2 separate regions of the Anser cygnoides genome follow, and region 2 is linked to region 1. Evidence: chromatin contacts called from public Hi-C data. All regions are on one chromosome and are shown on one strand. Each heading gives the region's core, a stretch centred on a gene start, on an enhancer-like site or on the middle of the called end of the contact. The rest is flanking DNA. Distances are from core to core; before and after follow the strand shown.

Region 1 (6,604 bases), core at 3,503-6,002:
TTGTCAGTGGGACAATAAAAAAAGAAAGTTAAAACAGATACTTCATTAGAAGCCCACAATTACTGGTTTTATGCATTTGGACTTGAAGAGCCATTTTCTAACACTCCACTGAATCACACCACAGAACTCTTCCTCAATCGAGACCGAACACCGTGCTTGTGCAAGGCTATGTTAAACACGGAATAGCCAAGAAAAACACACCACTAGGCGCTCGTACTGAAATCAGAACCTGTCCTCCGACTGCGAGCGGAGACACAAACAGCTACCCATTGAGAAAGCTGCCACTGTTGTGTTTACTCCAGAAAGGCAAAGTCTTTCACTTGGATATCCGTGCTATTGAATTAGCCTAAGAAAACCCTACTACAAACACACACTCGCCGGATCCCTTAGAATGCCCTCCTCCTAGAGAGCCTCCTATAAGCAAGCCCTCCTCCAGTTCGCCGTAAGAGTTAAATTTCAGGTATGTTTAAATCTTACTGCAAATATTCTTATCTCTTTAAACGCAGTTATTAAACGAACTGCTGAGTATTTCCTACTTGGAATCTTGTTGTCCATGTAAGGTAAATGCAATACCAAGCAAAGCTAAAACTCTACTTCGGCTTAAATGTAATTCTAGAAATTTACCCAGCAACCAAGTTATTTTTGTGCTTAACATTTAAGTAACACTAGGGGGGAAAAAGAACACCACAGTGATTTATCCTCTAACCCTTGAGAATGAAGTAGCTTTTGTATACACTTAAATACTTCCCTCTATACTGCCTTGTGTATGGATCCTTCCACCACATATTCGATTTTCCCCTTAGGACACATTTTAGATTTATTTTTATTTTTTAAAGCCTGTCAGCTCCCCTCCTCATTTCCTCCCTTTCACACCCAGAGCTGAGTACCCGGCGAAAATTACTGCCGAGCAATGTAAGAACCACACATCGGTGATACTCGGTCAGGCGGCCGTACACAACGAATGAGAAAGTGACGATCGACTTGGAGGGAAAAAAATAAAAAAGCCAGCTTGCGTGCAGTTGTGCTAAACATACTTGTAACATTTTAATAAAGAGAAACAAAAACTAATTACCTTGAATAGCCATTAGTGAAAGCAGGTCTGCCAGAAAGGTTGAGCGTTCCCAAAGGAGCTAAAGTCTCATCCCCTGATCCCTGGCACCTATTCCAATTTTCTGAACCGGCAGGAAGAGATGGAATGATATTAAAAATTGGTTTCTGATCCTGCTGCTGAGAGAGCGATGCAGTATTTAAATCATAGTGATACATTTGTCCCCCAGAGGTACTGACACCATGGATAGATATGGCAGAGACTTTAGTACCCAGTAGATTAGACCCAGAGAAGCTTGCCTGACAATAAATTGGGCCCATGTTTTCCTGCTTTATGCCAGGAGTACAGAGTTCAATGAAGTCTTCCTTTTCCGTTTTCACTTGAGGCATTGGCATTTTGGAACTGGGTAAAAGGTCACCACGGTCATTAATTTTAGGTTTAGTGTCAGACAAAATAGGAGGCTTGCAGTCTTCCCCCAAATTTCCTTCCAAGAGAAACGCATCGTCTGCGGATATCGGGGACAGCAAGCCACCGTCATCGAGCAACGGGTCAAGCCTCCACGGGCTCCCATTTGGCTCTTTGCCAGGCGATACCGGTGGCAATTCTAAGTCCTGGAGAATATCCAGGGTGCTTTGGTCTTCAGAGAATAATTTCAAGTTGCCACCATTAGAGCCAACCTGGCTTTGGACTGACGCTCCCGGCTCTAAGGGGACGCTGCGGCCAGCCATGCCGGGGAAATCCGGCTCCAGCGGCACCTCAGAAGATGCTGCTCCCTTTGCGTCCTCTGCCAGGCTCGAGGACTTGTTCAAGCTTGCAATGCTTTCTTCCAGGAGCCTGAAGTCCGTTTCTCCAGAAGAGATGCCAATTTGGCCCTGCTGCGAAAATCCAAGGTCATTTCCCATCACTTTTGCATCTGTTTCACCCATATACAGTCCCATGGAGAGCGACACTGCCTTGGAGAGGTCTGGCTGAGGCACATTGTTTACTAATCCTTTTGAAAAATCAGCCAGAGCAGGTTGCTGATTGGAATCTGACTGAGAAGACACAGGGAGAGGAGATGTAGATACAGGGGCTTGCACAGGAGCTCCACCCCTGAAGGGTGGATGAAAGTCCATCACAATCCCTCCTTTGGTACTGATGAGCACATTTTTCCTCGTTTTGTCTTGATCTGACGAGTTAAGCAATTCTTTGGAATCCATTACTTTCAACATTAGCTATAAAAAGATAACAAGCATTCAAAGTTAGCACACGAAGGATATTTTAACAACAGAATAAAAAAAAGTCTAAATCATTAGCCTAGTGAACCTCGTTTAACTACTTTGAGAACGAGAGCACAGCAAGTCAAGTTACAAGCGGATGTGTGCCACATCTTTCCCAAACCCACTGTTTTTGGCTTTTGTTCATAGCTGAGTGGTAACATGATTTTTTTTTTTATAAAGCTTTGCTGAGCCCGGATGAAGCAGTAAGTCTGCCTGCACACAACTCAGAATCGGACTGCAACGTAGGACAGCTTTCTGAACGCTCTCTCAAGCTCTGTTATCCATCTCAGCAAGCAAGGAAGTGCACGAACTGCTGAAGTACCCAATTCACGAATTTCAGAGGGTGACTTCCCCTGGTATTTAAACGCATCTCGAGCAGGGAAGGCGAGAAGGTATTTACCACTTCTACGAGCCGGTTTCCCCTCTCCCTGCAGGTCCCGATGCATCACTCACAGCAGGCGGGAGCAGCCTCCCTAACCCACTTCTCAAGCTCGGTATCCACCAGCCAGCCAAAATCTAACCATTTCGCTGTTTTCCAGTAGCCGTACAACCTCCGCACCTCAAAACTCTGCCTAAGTTCAGCTCAAAACGCAGCTTGTGAACCTTGAAATAAAGTCAACGTGATTCTGTAAACAAATCCTACGTTTACAACTAAAAACCAACTAAAACTAAAGCAGGATTTTTATTGACTTCAGAAACTTTAAGCGCTCGTCGCTGCTCTGGGAGCACATCTAACGCCGAGGACAAACCTCATCAGTTTCATCTGCCCGTGTTGACTATATTTATTTTCAGCACGGAGCACAAATATTTGGAGAACGACCGTAAATTCGGACGCAAACTGTCTATACGGCTCGCCTGTTGCCTACGGCTGCCTGCAAGGGGCCGCCGGGGCCAGCTCGGGCCCGGCCCCCAGGACCCCCCCGGGCAGGGGGGGCAGGCGGGGAGCTCACACCGCCCGAACGACGAACCCGCCGGCTCCGCGGCCCGCTTTCCTCAGACTGCCGATGAAAGCCCCAGCTCTCTGTATGCCAAAGTTAAGGCTGCAATCGGCAGAGAAGTCTCCGTGCGTAAAAATTTTAAGGTGGCCCCAAGCCGCAGCCGGCCCGGGGGAAACTTCCCCAGGCGAAACCCGCCCTGAGGCCCCGCGCTGCCCCCGCCAGCTCCGAGCGGGGGGGGTCTCTTACCCTCGTTTCCCGAGCCGCCGAACCTCCCGAGCCGTGCCTAGGGCAGCGGCGGGGCGCCCTGACAGCCGCCTCCGAGCCGACACCGGACCGCGGAGCGCAAAACGGGCCCGCGGCCGCCGGCCCCTCGCCGGGCAGGGCTGGGGAGCGCGGCGCGGCGCGGCGCGGCCATCGGGGGGGGGGGGGGGCACGGCGGGGGCCGGCCCGCAGCGCCCGCACCGGGGCCGGGGGGCTGCCGCGTGCCTGCGGGCGGGGGCAGCGAGGCGAAGCCGCTCCGGCTGACGGCTCCCCCGCCTCAGGAAAAGCGGCGGCGGCCCCTCGGGGGTGGGAGACGCGTCAGGGACGCGGGGGGGGGGGGGGGGGGGGGCAGGGGTCCGGCGAGCGGGGGACACCCGAAAACGGAGCCGCGCAACGCCTGAAGCTGCGGGACCGCAGCGAATCCCGCCTCGCGAAGTGCAGTTTTCAGAGAAATGTGTCGAGACCTGTTGAGCCGTCTCGCTGGCACACCCACTTCTGCAAAATAGGGCCAGCCCACGGCTGCCTGCGCGCCCCGCAGCGGGCTCCGCTCCCCCCCCCCCCCCGCCGCTCCCCCCCCGCGGGGCCGCTCGGCGGGCGGGGGTCGCGCAGCACCGGCCCCCCCCGCCACAAACCTCGGGGGGCTCCCACCGAGCCCCCGCCGCCGGCACCCCCCTGCCCGCCCCCGTCCCCTCGGGGGGCGCTCCCCGGGCCGCAGTCCGCAGTGCCCCCCCCCCACCTACCTCCCGCGGGACCCCCCCCCCCCCGCCGCCCCTTACCTCGTCCAGGGGGGGGCGCTGGGGCTCCTTCAGCCGCCGACTGCCATCGCGGCCCCGCGGCCGGGGGCGGCCTGGGGGAGCCGGCGGGCGGCAGGAAGGGTGGAAGGGGCGCGGGCGGAGGAAGTAAACAGCCGCCCCTCCTGGAGCCGCGGCGGCGGGCGCCCGCTTCCCCCCCCCCCTTCCTCCTCCCACCGGCCCGAGCCCCTGACCTAGTCCCCGCCCCTCCCTCCCTCCCTCCCTCCCTCCGCCGCGGCGCCCCCTCCGCTAATTAGCGCTAATTGCCGCCGCAGACTTCGCTCCTTCGCTGCCCGCGCCCGGCGCCCTCCGCGCCCGCCCGCCCCTTCCCTTCCTTCCCTGCCCTGCCCGCCCGTCCGCCCGCGGGCCGGGCAGCGCGGCGCTCGGCACGGCTCTGCCCCGGCCCCAGCCACAAAATGGAGGACGGCGGCGGCCTCCTCCCCTCCCCCTCCTCCCGCCCGCCTCCCCGACGTGCAGCGGCACCGGAGGCGGCCGGCACATGGAGGGGCGGCGGCAGCGCCCGCTCCGCTCCGTGCCCTGCCCGGCTCGGCTCGGCTCGGCTCGGCACGGCCCGGCCCGGCCCGGCGCCCCTCGCGCCGCACCGCGGGGCAGCGCCCGCCGGGCCCAAGCGAGGGGGAACGGTGCGACCTGTTGGCTGAGGCGGGCAACTGCAGCCGCCGCTCGGGCTCCGAGGGGCCGCCCGCCCCCCCCGTCCCGTTCCCCCCCCGGCGGCCGCCCCGAGCCCCGGGCTGCCGGAGGGGCCGGCGAGGGGCAGCGGGGAGCCGCGGGGCCGCCCCGCTTCTCTCCTCCCGCACTTCCCCAACTTCCCGGCGACGGGCAGCGCCCCGGCCCGCAGCCGCCGCTCCCCCGAGGGCCGCGGGGTGAGGGCCCGAGGAGGGCTCCCCCCGGCCCGGCTCCCCCCGGCCCCGGGTCTCGGCCCCGGGCCGGGCCGGGCCGCGCTCACCTGCGCCGAGCCGGGCGGGGAGAGCGAAGCCGGGGGGGGGGTGGAACCGGCCGGGGGGGGGTCGCGGAAAGACGGCAAAAAGTCATGGGAAAGGCGCCTTCCAGGTCAAAAAACCGCTCCTGGGGGGCGGACAGGGGCTGGGGTGGAAGGCGCGAGCCCAAGTCCGTGGAGGTCGGAAGGGATGAAAGCCCGCAGAGTAGCTGAGGGGATGCCAAGGGGACGGGGCGGGGAGGAACTGTCCCGCTGAAAGCACAGATGTTTCCACCGAGCAGCGTGCCTCAGCTTCGCAAATCACGGTAGCGTTTCCCTAAGAGACTAACAGATTTTGACAGTTTTAAAGAAACAACTAGGCATTCATCAGATCTGAAGCTGGATTTAGATGCAGAGGCATCAGGAGGATGAAGCACTGGGGGTGCAACATCCACAGCGGTTCAGTCTGCTCGCTGTTGGGACAATCCTGTTTCACCAGTCAGTCATTCCTGACAGATTCCTGGACAAGAAAAGACCAGAAATTGTCACTGAGGAAGTAGTCCAGGAGTTAAAAATACCAATGAAATAAAACAGCAAAGTAGAAAATTCTGCTGCCTTGGAGAAGTGGGGAAAGCTCAGAGGAACAGGTTGCTCTTTCAGGGCAGAACAAGTGATTTTTGGCTTTCCCTGGAACTGGTAAAAATTTAGGTGATGGAGGGGGAGGGTGGTGATTGCCCTTTTACGTGCGTATCGATTGTTCTGATTCAGAACAATTAAATGAACTTGGGATGATGACCAGATAATGCTTGTACCAGAAGTGTGTTGACAGACTGTTAGCATCTAGAAATAGTTAGTATTGTACCCAATAAATTACTTTGCATAATACAGGTTACATTAATGAGATAGGCTTTTGTCTTTCCATCTATTTAAATCCAAATTTGGATCGTCTTATACCAAGAAGGGAAAGAAAAGGCCAAATAAAAGCAATGTTTCAAAAGCACAATTATTCTGCCCTTAATTTTTAAGTAATGAGTTGGTTTTTTTTTAGTGCAACGATGACTTTTGGAAGATACTGATACATGTTACATGATATGCAAAATAAATGCACAGTGTGTTAATCTTTTAATCATTTATGTTGTACATATGAAAAATGGTTCTAAAAATCTAGATATTCCTCTTCGATACCCCTTAATCTAATGGATTTTTGAAAGGCATATTTAAAATAGCATTCAAAACTGTCTTCTTGTGCTTCTTGAATGATGCAATGAATTTACAGCTAACAGGAAACACTTCTTCCTATCCAAGGGAAATAGAGAAGTCAGACTATTCACAAAGACTACAGAATCTTTGCTACCAGGTACAGGAATGTTGCG
Region 2 (5,954 bases), core at 123-2,622, 110 kb before region 1:
CTTTCCCATCGCCACTGCTGCCACTAAAACCCTGCGAGCAAGCCAGCCGACCTCGTGTAAGCCGAACCCAGCTGGCAGGACGCTGGGCGGGAGGAACGGCGCCCGCGGGGCAGGAGCCGCGGTAAGGCCGCGAGTTGTGTGCCGTGAGCTGGGGCGGGATGCGCGGGTCTCGTGCCCGTGCTGCTGGTGGAAGCCCTGGGGGTCAGTCACATGCCGTTGCCCCCAACAGGATGTTTTTAGTTTATTTGTCCTCCGAGGGAAGAAAATTATGTGACTCGTATTGCAGCAACGTTTGTGAGCCCGAGTCTCGTTGCGACTTTAAGGAATTGTTTGCCAGATTTGCAGTTTTTCAAATTCCAAGAGTTGCTCTTCCTAATAACTTATTTTTTAAAGAAAGTCGTAAAGAAGCTCAGCAGAACGAACCAGTTCAGGCTGTGGGGAGCGGAGGCGTCTTGCTGTCACCCAGAGCTACGTGAGCGGACTGGAGCAGAACCATTTGCTTGCGGCCCATAAGGGGCCTTTACACTTGTGCAAAGTGAAGCGGTGCCTAGCAGGGTAGCCCTGGCAGCACTTCTGCCTCTGGCAAAGTTTGTGGCATTTGGTATTTTTCCTTACATCCAGTGATTGCACACACAGGAATGTGCAAGCTTTTAGTCAAGGTCGAGCTAAAGGTTAAAAAGTGAGTCTAAAGTGAATACCTCAAAGCAAATGTTTTCTTCTCTATAACCCCAATTATGTAAATCTAATGTCTTTAATCCAATCCAATCTTTCAATAAGAAATGAAGTGTTTGACTTCATTTTATTCTCTTTTAATGCTATGTATAGATGTCTCTTCAGCCTCTGTGCCTGCTTACCCATCAGCCCGAGTCTGCTCCGCACGAGCCCATGCTGTTCTCATACTTATCTGTGCTCCTGGGTTTTAATGTTTGCTGAAACGCATTAGTTTGTCTTTAAATATTTGCTTTTAACCTAATTTGTAGTCCCATGAAAATTTGATTGCTGTATTTCCTCTGCAGTGCTGTGGTGGTTAAACATACCCAGATCGTTTCCACGTGTTTATTTGTAGCCGGCTCGAGCCTGCTGATGGTGCTCAGCCCCCACGCGGCGTTTGGGGGGGACCGGGGAGAGCAGCGTGTGCAGGGAGGCTGCCGGGCTTGCTCGGCGCTGGGGAAGGAGCACGCGTTTTTAGACAAGTAAGGGCTTGGCGCGAGTGGTTTTGGTTCCACACCAGGGCTGCGGGTCGGGTGATGGTTGGGGTTGCTCTGCTTGGGGCGGTCACCGGAGTCACCCCCAGCCGCGGTCGGAGCGGTGGCAGCGGTGATCCCCGTGCCCAGCCCACGGAGGTGCGGGGCTCCTCTGCTTCACGCCTCTGCCCCGTGCGGGTGCTGACGGGCAGTGGCGAGGAGGAGTGCCGCCGGGGCAGGAGCGCGGCGAGCAGCGCGTTGCCCTGCGGCTGTGCACGGGCTGCGCTCTCGGGGTCGGGGCGCGCTGCCTGAATGGTGCCAGTGTCCCGGCGGCGTTGTCCTTGCTGCCCTGCGGCGCTGCACAAATAATGCCTGTATAAAGCCGTCCCTGTTTCTTTAACCAGCTGGGTAATTTCAGCTTTGCAAAGCCTTGGGCAGCTCTGGGCACTGAAGCCGGTTGCTATTATCTGTTACTGCCGTGCGAGGGTTTCCAGTGCTCCCCTGTAATTACCGGACCCACAATGAGGGTGCCCGGCATCAGGGAGCGTGTCAGGGTGCCTTGCTCTCCGTGCTCCTTCAAAAACCCTGCCAAACCCTCTGCCGGTCCCGTGAGACCCATCATCGAGCCCAGCTTCAGTTTTTTTCCTGCATTCTTCACCATTTTCTGTAAGTTTTTGGCCACGGGCCAGGGCTGTCCCATCTCGGGACCTGCTCAGGAGGAGCTGCCCGGCCCACGACTGGAGCAGCTCGCGGTGCTGGCAGAATTCAAGAATTCAAGCCCTGCAGCTGAGGAGCTGTAAAATTCCAGGTGTGAGCAGGCCGGGAAGCCCCGCTTTCCTTCTTTAAAGAAAAAAGGATTTCTTTCTGAACAAGGAACTCATTGAGAGTACTAGTAAAAAAGGAATCCTGGATTTGGTGCTTCCTTCCCTAAAGTGACAACAGCAAAGGTTAGTAAATTAAAAACTAACCCAGACCAGAACTGAATTTCTTCTTTTTTTTTTTTTTTTTCTTTTTTTTTGGTGTCTGAAATTACCAGTGAAATGAATGCTTCCGTGCAGGCCATCGTGGACCAGGGCCTTTTGCTCTGTTCTGCTGCTGGGAGGTGGACGGGTTTGGTGCCCTTAGTCACTGACGTCCCTGCCCCTCGTGTCGTCGTGGTGGGCACCCAGCCCCTCACAGCATCAGGGCACGCTGCTCAATGTCTGCACAAGCTCTCGGGGTGCTGCCAGGAGAGGAGCCGTGTCGGCTGGAAGTTCGAGCTTCTTACTGTGGAGGCTGATGTTCGCGTCAAAATAAGTCTGTGAAGCTCCTGCTGATCTCAGCGCAAGGCTTGCTGGAGCAAAGACATTAAGGCTGCAAGTTTGGGGGACGTCTTGTTTCAGTTTTGCTGCAGTGAGCACTGATACATCCGATATACCCTGTGACCTTACAGCGTGTGATGTTAAAAATTTTGAACGCCGTCTGTGGAAGCGGAGAAGTTTGCCTGAGCTTTGTCTACAAAGCTTCTCGGCTCGCCGGCAGATGCTGGTGCGTAGCTCAGCTCTGCTCCACGCGGGGCCGAGCCCAGCTCCTGCTTCTCACGTCCTCCCAGGGATCCCTCCCGGCTCCTGCTGCTCTCCCGGATCTCTGCACGTGAGCGGGGCCGGGCGGCCGCGTCGGGCGCTGTGAGAGCAGCACGCGTGGGACGCGCTCTGCGTGCCACCGCTGTCCTTCGGCCGGGGGAACTCGCTCGTTTTCACCTTTGCCTTCCTCGGTCCTGGCCCTCCATCACGAGCCAGGAGGGAAATTGTTTTGCTGCAGGGCGAAGGCTCTTCCTTCCCAGGCACCAATCAGGGTTTTACGATGGGAATGCGTTTATTTATTAGGGCTGGTTTTATTTTTATGGAAAAACCGCTCTGGGCGGGAGTTGTACTGGTGAGTCAGCAGGGCTGCTGTCCCCTGCCAGGAGCTGTCGCTGCGGCGGCGGGCACGAGGGACCGGAGCTGGCTGTCTGCTGCCACCAACGCCCCACATGGGGATTTTTAAATATTTCTTTTAAATAGGCACTGATTTTCTTTACCCTTGCCTTTGCAGAGAACTTCTTCCTTAGGAAACATGACAAAACAAAAGCCAGAAAAGCCTGTATTTATAGCGTGGATATATACTTCAGCTGAAACGGGGAAAGTTTTCAAACACTGTGTGATCACAAAGCACGTAAGACTTGAGAATGTTTTTTTTTTTTTAAATCCTTAAAAGCCAGCACCTTGCTCTGGTGGCCTGGTAACGCACACCGGAGATGTGCCTTGGATGGAGTAGCGAGGGTTTCGGTCTGTTCTCTCATCGTAATTTCTTCTTGTGCGTGACGGTTTTGAAGGTGGGGTGAGGCCAGATGACTTTTCGCCCTGTAACTAGATGGGCTGGATTTTTGCGTTGCGACTTCATGAAGTCGTCGGCCTGCTCAGAAGTAGGAGCATGCAAACAATATCCAGGAGGCTTCTGCCTTTTCTCTCAGGAGGGGAGATTTGCATCCGAAGCGTGCAGGATGGTCGGGGCGGGTGGGAGAGCACCCGGAACTCCCAGCTAGGCCGGGTGGTGCTCGCCCTGGCCCCCAGGCATCCCACAGCAGTGCCCCTGCTCTGTCCCCAGCCCTGGGGGGGACCATTCTGTGCCGTGCCGTGCCGTGCCATGCCGTGCCATGCTGTGCCGTGCCGTTCCGTGCCATGCCGTGCCATGCTGTGCCGTGCCGTTCCGTGCCATGCCGTGCCATGCCGTGCCGTGCTGTGCCGTGCCGTGCCGTACCGTGCCATGCCGTGCTGTGCCGTGCCATGCCGTGCCATGCCGTGCCATGCCGTGCCATGCAGTGCCGTGCCATGCCATGCCGTGCCGTGCCGTGCCGTGCCGTGCCTGGTGCTCTCCTCGGAGCACCGCAAGCAGCACGTGGCTCCCCGGCTCTCCGAGTGGTGACAGGGCAATTCAATCTCAGGGCTAATTTTAGAGCGGCTCTGTGAGGCTGTCCTTTCGGAGGGACACCGTAGCTCCAGCCATTTCTGGCGGGCGCTGGAGGGGGGCAGGGAGAGGCTGTCCTCACGCGCCTCGGCCGCTCTGGGCATCCCTCCCACGCCGGCTCCCTGGCTGCTGGCATGGCAGCGCAGGGCGAGCCTGGCTGCAGCAGCCAAACACGAGGCCTCCAAAGCAAGGCCGGGCGCTCAGAAATGCTGCCTGGTGAATCGGGAGAGCCGTGGGGAAGACCCCTTGGCTTAGGACCCCCCCACAGGGAGCGGAGGCTGCGGCTGGGGCTGCCGGCGGCTGAGGGTGGAGGCTGAGCGTGGGACTGGGGGCCCTGGGGGGAGCCTGGGGGAAGCCACGAAGCCTGATGAGCAGGAACTGCGGCGGCGATTAGAGCCAGGGGGGGGAGTCGCAGGAGGTGTGGCAGGAGGCTTTTTACCTGTGCAGAGCAGGCGCAAAAATACACATTTTTCTGTGGGGCGGGACGGCGCTGCCGGTTGCGTGCGGGGATGTCTCCAAAAATACCAGGCACGGAGCTCGGGGGTGGCGCAGCCAGCAGCCTCTTTGCCTCGGCCTCAAGAGGCTCAGCCCCTGCCCGCGGGAGGATCCTCCCGGCTTTGCTTTGCTTTTGTAAAAACCTGAGAAGCCGTCTGCGCCAGCAGGGCATGGGACGGGATCCCCTGGGCTGGGAACTTGGCTGCACGCACAGGGAAACGCCAGGATTAGAGTTGCCTTAAGGCCCCCGTGCCTAGGCAGTGCATCCTTTAATCCTTCGTGCTTTCCCTCGGAGGATGCGGCATCGTGCAGTGCTGGGGCGGCTGCTGGGCTGCCACGGTGGCCGTCCCCCAGGGGTGGCCGTCCCCCAGGGGTGGCTGTCCCCTGCCGTGGCCATGCAGCCAAAGGGGGGCTTTATGAGCACTTTGCAGCAGCTGACTTGTTCCTCAGCTTTGGAGTTCATGACTTGGCACCTTTCACACCCTTTTTAGGGTTCGCGTGCCTGTCCGCGTGCACTCGGGTTTGTGTCAGGGTGATAATTACAGAGAGCTCCCTTCACAATATCAACGCCTTTACCAATTGCTCCTGGAATCGGCTTTTTTTATGTGCAAACCAAGTCAAAAATAATGGATGTTGAAAGAAAAATTACTTGATGAAGGAAGCGTAGTCCGCTGCTCCCTCAAAATGGAATAATTGTGTTTATTTTCTTGCTCGCTTGTTTCTAAAGGACCTAAGGGCAGCGGGTTTTTGAGGTCCGTAAGGGTTATTCAGGGCATAATGGGCATAATGGGGTTTCTCCTGGAGTGGTTTCGCCAACAAAGCTGATGTCCGTGGGGTTGGGCTGAGCAGGGCGTGCGGATGAGTTCCTGTGTTAGGGCCCAGCAGGAGCGCGCCTTGGGGAGGTGCGGTGGCCGGGTGATCCTGTACCTTCTTTGCCCTGGGGACTCCGGCCTTAGGGAGATGATAGCTTTGGGAAACTTGGGTTTAGTCGTCACGTGTCCGTTTGCATTTTATTTTATTTTCTTATTGACCAAGTATGGCTATTTCTTGCCCTCCGTGGATATGGAAAGAAATGAGGAGCAGATCTAAGGTCCAGTGGTCATGAAAAAAATAGCCCAGTCAGTGTAAGGGGGAGAGGCTACTCCCATGTGCTTCTGATTTACAAGACCAGAATAAATCTTCATTAGGCGTCCCAGTTAAAACTTGAACTACTTTTCTCCTTCCCTTCCCAAAAACGAAAGGCCTGAGAGCCACAAGCACCATGGGCATATTGAATGGCATAAAGTGGTA

What was found. A called contact is a pair of places that touch in the nucleus more often than the background predicts.
Region 2: a contact with region 1 is called in a Hi-C map of liver, with 1.7 times the contacts expected there. The contact joins the enhancer-like site here to the promoter of NR3C1 in region 1. A contact is called at or near these places in 2 of 7 Hi-C or Micro-C datasets (both in liver).

Annotation. Positions count from the first base shown.
Region 1 is chr14:1,180,245-1,186,848 of Taihu_goose_T2T_genome, reverse strand. It overlaps NR3C1 (nuclear receptor subfamily 3 group C member 1), which reads right to left and starts at 4,752. Exons shown (of 9, transcript XM_067005456.1): 1 at 4,283-4,752; 2 at 1,073-2,262. The coding sequence starts at 2,259.
Region 2 is chr14:1,285,274-1,291,227 of Taihu_goose_T2T_genome, reverse strand. All of the region lies in intron 21 of ARHGAP26 (Rho GTPase activating protein 26), which reads left to right. Among named protein-coding and RNA genes, the nearest start is that of ARHGAP26, 110 kb to the left of the region's middle. Within about 2 kb of position 1,372, at least 2 of the 3 cell types and tissues checked have open chromatin away from gene starts, as enhancers often do. A contact at or near this core is called in liver, where this site is marked.